Regions from separate parts of the Mus musculus genome. Here region 1 is linked to region 2. A link is a contact called in public promoter capture Hi-C data. All regions are on one chromosome and are shown on one strand. Each heading gives the region's core, a stretch centred on a gene start, on an enhancer-like site or on the middle of the called end of the contact. The rest is flanking DNA. Distances are from core to core; before and after follow the strand shown. Region 1 holds the start of Kcnmb4 (potassium large conductance calcium-activated channel, subfamily M, beta member 4). Region 2 holds the start of Tbc1d15 (TBC1 domain family, member 15).

Region 1 (3,104 bases), core at 266-2,765, 1.2 Mb after region 2:
ACTTTCCAAATAAGTGAGTTACGCCCGAGTTTCTCTGCACAGCGGTAGTGATCTTGTTTAAAATAATGAATTCCGATTAATCTATCTGGTCACATTTAAGAGAACATGTTCCTGCACGCACAGGACTCATTTTCTTTGGAATGATTTCTGCTTGTCTTCCAGCACAGCCCCCAGGAAGTACAAGGACTCAGTAACTTGAATATATATACACACCTTCAGCTGGCAGCAGAAAGGAACACAGGCATCAAAGAACCCTCCTGCAGAAGCAGGCACACTGCAAGGCTCAATTAGTTCACGGACTGGGGACACAGCTTTTTATAAGTGCTTTCCTACCCCGGGGAAGTTTTCTGAGTCTCCCTCTCTGCTCTCCAGAGGCTAGAAAGTCCTAACCAGGTTTTATCTATTTTTTTCCCTCTTTTTTTTTTTTTTTCCTCCCCTGTAACAACAAAAGAAGTTGTCAGGAAACCGCTGCTTGGTATATGTCATCAAGGGCTTTCTATTTTCGGTAAGTTGTTCTCCTACTTACTCCTTAGTTACAGCTTCTCATTGTGCCCAAACACTCAGAGTGGTTAGGACCCTTCAGCCTCCACCACCAGCACCAAGCAAACCAACCCGACCTCATCAGAATCTCTTCTTGGATTCCTCCTGATGGCTGTTGACCCCACCCTCACCATCCCAAGTCTATCTGTAGACCTCAAGTTAAAAACTTCAGTTTAGAACTAAAATTCAAAAGTCACTTAAGATACTTTCCAGAAGCGAAGAGACCCCTTTAACCTCTCAAAGAAGGGAGTTCTTGAGCCCCATAGAAGCTCAGGCCATATACTGGAGTACCTGGGTCCTGGGCTATCCCATGGCTACATTGGAAGGAAAAGTTAACTTTCTTTGCTCCTTGAGTTTAGGCAACCCCTTCCCGCAGGCGCTGGACCTGGGGTGGTCCGGAGCTCAAAAAAATCTAAGAACAGAAAAGATCTGTTTGCAGAGAGGCTCGCGTACCACCGCCCAGTAGGCAAACACACCCCGAGGTCTGGAGCCCTGGGCTCCAGGGATGCGTGCATGCACCTCATGCCTCCCTCGCATCAACTCCGAGCGAGGACAGTGCACTCGATTCTTCCCCTGGGGTCTAACCGGGACGTTGGCCCCGAACCTGCACTGTTAGGCGGGAGCTCCCGCGCGCTTACCTTGGGGTTGGTCAGGAGCTGGTGCTGGTCGCTGTGTAGCAGCGCCCTGGAGTTGGACTCGGAGTTGTTCACGTACACCTGGACGCAGGGATACTGCGAGGTGCCCCTGCAGTCGGTGCCACAGGTGAAGGTGCACTCGAACACCTCGCCGATCTGCTGCACCGACAGCACGGTGCAGTTGGCCGCCGTGGCTTGCAGATCCTGCAAGGCGGGACTGAGCCAGCAGAAGCCGAAGATGAAGAGCGACAGGATGCCGGAGACGATGAGGAACAAGCCGAGCCGGATGCTCTTGTCTTCGGCTTCCGTGTACTCGTAAGACACCCTGAGCTTCGCCATCGCCCCCCACTCTCCACGGCTGGCGCGCTCCCCGCCCCCTCCCGCCCCCGGCGCCGAGCTCAACCGCCTCGGGCGGGAGGAGCCGCCGCCGCCGCCGCGCGACAGCAGGGGAGTGGGCGGCGAGGGGGCGCGCGCGAGAACAAAGGGGCCGAGGCCGGCGACGCCCCCGGCGGCGGCGACGGCGCTGCCCGAGGCCGGGCTCCCGGGTGCCACCGCCGCCTCACAGCGTCCGGCACCCCGGGGCTCCCCGAGCCCGCCCCCGCCCCCGCGCGCTCCGCGCCCCGCGCCCGCCTCCCCGCGCGCGCCGCCCGCCTGCCATCGCCGCGGCCGAGCGCCCGGCGCCCCGACGCTGGGAGCGACTGGGCTGCTGAGCCCTGGCTCCGCGTTGAGCGAGGCTGCTCCTCCCCGCCCTGGGCGCCGCCGCCCCGCCCCGCCCCGCGCCGCGCCCCGCAGCTCCCGTGGGCGAGCACCCGGGCCGCCGCGAGCTGCTCTCGGAATCCTCGCCAGATGCAACCTGGAGAGATGGCGGAGACGGTCGAGGCGAACGCTTAGCACCGAGGGAGCGTGGCTGGGGAGAAAGTTAAAAGAGAGAAAAAAAAAATTTTTTTAAGTGGGGGAGGATGGCGTGAGCGTGCGAAGCGGGAATCTTCAAACTCCGATCCGGGGAGCTGCGGGGCAGCAGGCGCACCGGCAAAGGGAGCTCCGGTGGCGGCGAGCGACAGAGGGCACCGGCGCGGACGCGGGGGGATGCCCACAGGCGAGCGGCCGGGAGCCGGAGGTCCCCGCGGATCCCACGCCGCCACCGGGACCGTGCAGGCTAACACGATTGGAGCCTTGAGCGTCGGTGGACTTTCCTGGAAAAATAGGTGCCAGACAGCGGGAACGACCCCTAGGGGGTGGACGCAAACAGGTGGCAAAGCCTGGCCTCGGGCTGGTGAGAGCAGACTCTGTTGGCCTCTTTAGGAATATTGCCACCCTTAGCTGGCCCTGAGATTTGCAGGTGAGCTTTTTCTGGAGCTCTGTGCAAGGCGACCGCGGCTTGCAGACACTTTGGAACTCCACCCTATCGATGTACACCTTTATTCAGCCTCTATTCTCCTGACTTTTCCTTTGTAAGTTTAAATTTGCTTTTTACCTACATTTTTTTAAAGATCATAAAACCAAACTTGAGAACTGTTTAGAGCTGCGTTTGGAAGAATAAAGTTGTTGTTGTTGTTTTAACCCTCCTTTTCTTGTCTTTCAAGTCCTAGATGAATGAACTCAGGCTCCTGATGAATAACAGTTGCCAAGTCATGGAAATGTTAAGCCCACTCTACCAGACTTCAAACCCTTTGGCTGGCACTGACAGAGTTCTGGCATGTTATGCTGATGGGTATTTCCAAACAATGGTAAAGGAGACCTTTAGTGTCTGTTTTTCTTAATGAATAAAAAGGCTGCAGGACTTGGAAAAACTTTAAAATCACAAAGATGTCTCAGTGTCGTCTCCGTTTGAGAGCAGACACTGTATTTTTTGTTTGTTTGTTTGTTTGTTTCTGCCTGAGATTTCCCCCCCTGTTGGCGTCAAGGCATTTGTTAGGCACACGCTGGCTA
Region 2 (2,882 bases), core at 20-2,519:
ACCCTAAAAGGATGCCCAACCAATTTTTCGAAAGAGCAAGACTACGTAACGTATAAGCGCTTCTGTTGCGTCTACCCCTAAGCACTCCAATACAGGATGCCCGGCATCCCTTCCGTTCTGCAGATAAAGACGAAGAACAGAGAAGCCTCAATTATCCAATTTCCCAAGGTCACAATTCAGATCTGCACCGAAGATAAGGCCGGTATTTGTTATTCCACAATCTAAATCTGCACAAACGCTGTCAAGTTCAAAACGAGGAGAAAAGCAGCGAAACATACTACGTGGAACTGAAGGAACAGCGGAAGCTATCTGCAACAAGTAAACAGGTCTTAGTGCTCTGAGTCATTACCAGCCGGTCACTGACGTTTGCGAAATAACTCGCCACTGGGAAACGCAGTCAGGTGCATCGCATGAAGCAGATAACCCTATATTCGCACAAGCTGTCTCTCTGCATATAAACTGCTAATCTAATCTAATCTCCGTACCTAATGGTGGTTCCTAGCCCACTGTGAGGGTGTCACTGACAGAGCCTCCTGTAAAACAGCAGGGCAGACACCCACACACAGAAACGCCCCCGAAGACATCTAGGAAACAAACGTTTTCATAAAGGCTTTTCTAGATGAGCCCAGCGCGGTGTCAATCGCCAGTTCCCAACCTAACGCCCGCAACCATTAACCATCTGGGTAATTTTTCGAACAGGACCCCAAGCTCTGAGGACAGAGTTGCAGAGCTCCTGGTCAGCTCCTCTGCATGGTGACTCGACGCCTTCCCCCAAAGACGACAGAGAGCCAAGCAAGCCAGGGTGGCCAAAGGCTTTTTACAAGAGAAGGTTTTACGGTCGGAAGGGCAGACGTAAAGAACCAGAGTCACAGGGGGAAGGAACGGATTCAGGGGTCCCCGAAAGGATCCGCGCTGCGGGGCAGAGCCGGGGACAAACGCCCAGGCCTGCACCGCCTGGGAGCAGGAACCGTCTAACCCCGCGCTCACCCAGCCAGCACCCCGGAGGGGCAGCTCGCACCCCGCGGAGCCCCTTCGCTGTCACACGCCGGTCTCCTCTGAAGCCGACCTGGCTCGCCTGCCCCTCGGCGGCCGCCCGCCCGCCCGCCAGCCGCAGGCCACCGGTCAGGAGCACCCGCACCAGCCGGTGCCGTTACTCACCTTCCCGCTCACAACACCCGCCGCCGCCATGTTCCCCCGCGCGTGCCTGGTGATGACGTAGCACAACCTCACGTGGCTCTCGGACTCACAACAACATCCGGTCGGGCTAAAATAACATCCGGGCGGGAAAGGGGCGGGGAGGAGCGGGAACAGCAGTTAGGCGCATGCGTGGTGAGGATGCTAAGAGGGTGGAGCCGTCGTGCCGTACTGCGCGTGCGCGTGCTTCCCCCACATTTTAAATAGAAGTCTACGGCTTTTGAAGTTTGCTCGGGCGTGGCACTTTTAACTTGGGGAACGGCTGGCGAGTCTCTTGGGTGTGATGGAAGGAGCACCTTGTTTAGACCCAGAACACGATGCCACAGCTTTCTTGCTTTAAATAAGTCACGGTAAAATTGGAATCGCCTTGAACATCAGCCCTGGAGCTAATACACGCAGAGACTTTTCCCCTTGATATTAGAGGATTCTGAACATGAGTATTGTTGCTGTCACTCACGCATGACCTTGAGCATGGTATTTTTATAGGAACTGTAGTTACTACAAGGCCCTTTATCGCTCCAGAGTTCAGGGTGCCTCCACAGCTTAGTGGTTATGATTTCAATTCCTAAAATTCACCCAAGCATCTGCATGTAAAGGATCATGTATGGCCATACGGATCTCCCCCATGTTTGGAAACAGATCGGTAAACTATTAAGTTCAAAATCTAATTCCTTCTCAGCGCAGCACCCTGAGACTTAGCTCCGGTACACAATAAAATTGACATCTTAGAGCAGTTAGCAATAGTTCTCCACCTACCTAATGCTGCGACCCTTTAATACAGTTTCTCATGTTTTGGTGCGGACCCCACCCCAACCAAAAAGTTGTTTTTGTTACTACTTCATAACTGTAACATTACTGCTATTATGAACCGTAAAGTATCTGTATTTTCCTATAGCCTTAAGAGACCCCTGTAAAAGTGTCGTTTCACCCACACAAGAGTCGTGCCTGCCCGCTGAGTTAGAGCCTTTTCAGGCTGCCTGAGGTAACAGCAGAAAAACGTGATCTGCAGGTTCTGTGAGTATCAGGAATCTAATCGGGGAGGGAGGTGCCTAAGTCTTACAGGAGAATGCATGCTTAGCCCCAGGAGGGACTCTGACCACCAAATATCAGAGATTCCAAGCAAGCCCTAGATCCCAGTGCCCAAGTTCTCACTGCTCGGTAAAGCAACGCATCTGCCAGCCATTAAGGAAGCAAGAGCGCAGTGAGTTGACAGCGAGAGAGCACAGGGGCTTATCAGTAGACCAGACTTCCCCAAGCCAACTGATTGTGGGTAGTAACCGGAGTCTGAATAATCAAAACTAGATTCTTCTGCTATCTCAGAAGGATGGAGTAATGTGGTTAAAGGAGAAACCTCACTATATTGTCAAAACTTAGCAGTGTCAGAATATAATGCTAAGTAATAGCAGTTACTCTACAACTTTTTGTAAATTTTAAAGAACTAATGTCTTAAATATCTAACATAATATAACATGGGCCAAACATGCTAACAGTCCTGAAGACATCTTTTTTAATTTTTGTAAAATTAAAAATAAAACTTATTTCCTAGCTGGGTATGGTGGCCCATACCTTTAATCCTAGTGAAAGACTCCGAGAGGAGCCCCTCGCTCAGGCCTCAGGACAATAGCGGACACCCAAGAACTCACGACAGACCGAGCTTGTTGCAAACCACATGAGGCTTTATTCGGGAA

The links. Promoter capture Hi-C pulls out the DNA fragments that hold promoters and counts their contacts.
Region 1: a promoter capture Hi-C map of pre-B cells shows a contact between it and region 2, with 4 times the contacts expected there. The contact joins the promoter of Kcnmb4 here to the promoter of Tbc1d15 in region 2. A contact is called at or near these places in 2 of 39 promoter capture datasets (liver and pre-B cells) and 1 of 115 datasets of contacts at active chromatin or transcription factors (astrocytes).

What each region holds. Positions count from the first base shown.
Region 1 is chr10:116,472,008-116,475,111 of GRCm38.p6, forward strand. It overlaps Kcnmb4 (potassium large conductance calcium-activated channel, subfamily M, beta member 4), which reads right to left and starts at 1,516. Exons shown (of 3, transcript NM_021452.1): 1 at 1,179-1,516. The coding sequence starts at 1,514. Kcnmb4os2 (potassium large conductance calcium-activated channel, subfamily M, beta member 4, opposite strand 2) reads left to right here and starts at 1,156. Exons shown (of 3, transcript NR_130644.1): 1 at 1,156-2,380; 2 at 2,478-2,626; 3 at 2,759-2,980.
Region 2 is chr10:115,250,224-115,253,105 of GRCm38.p6, forward strand. Tbc1d15 (TBC1 domain family, member 15) reads right to left here and starts at 1,270. Exons shown (of 17, transcript NM_025706.3): 1 at 1,159-1,270. The coding sequence starts at 1,188.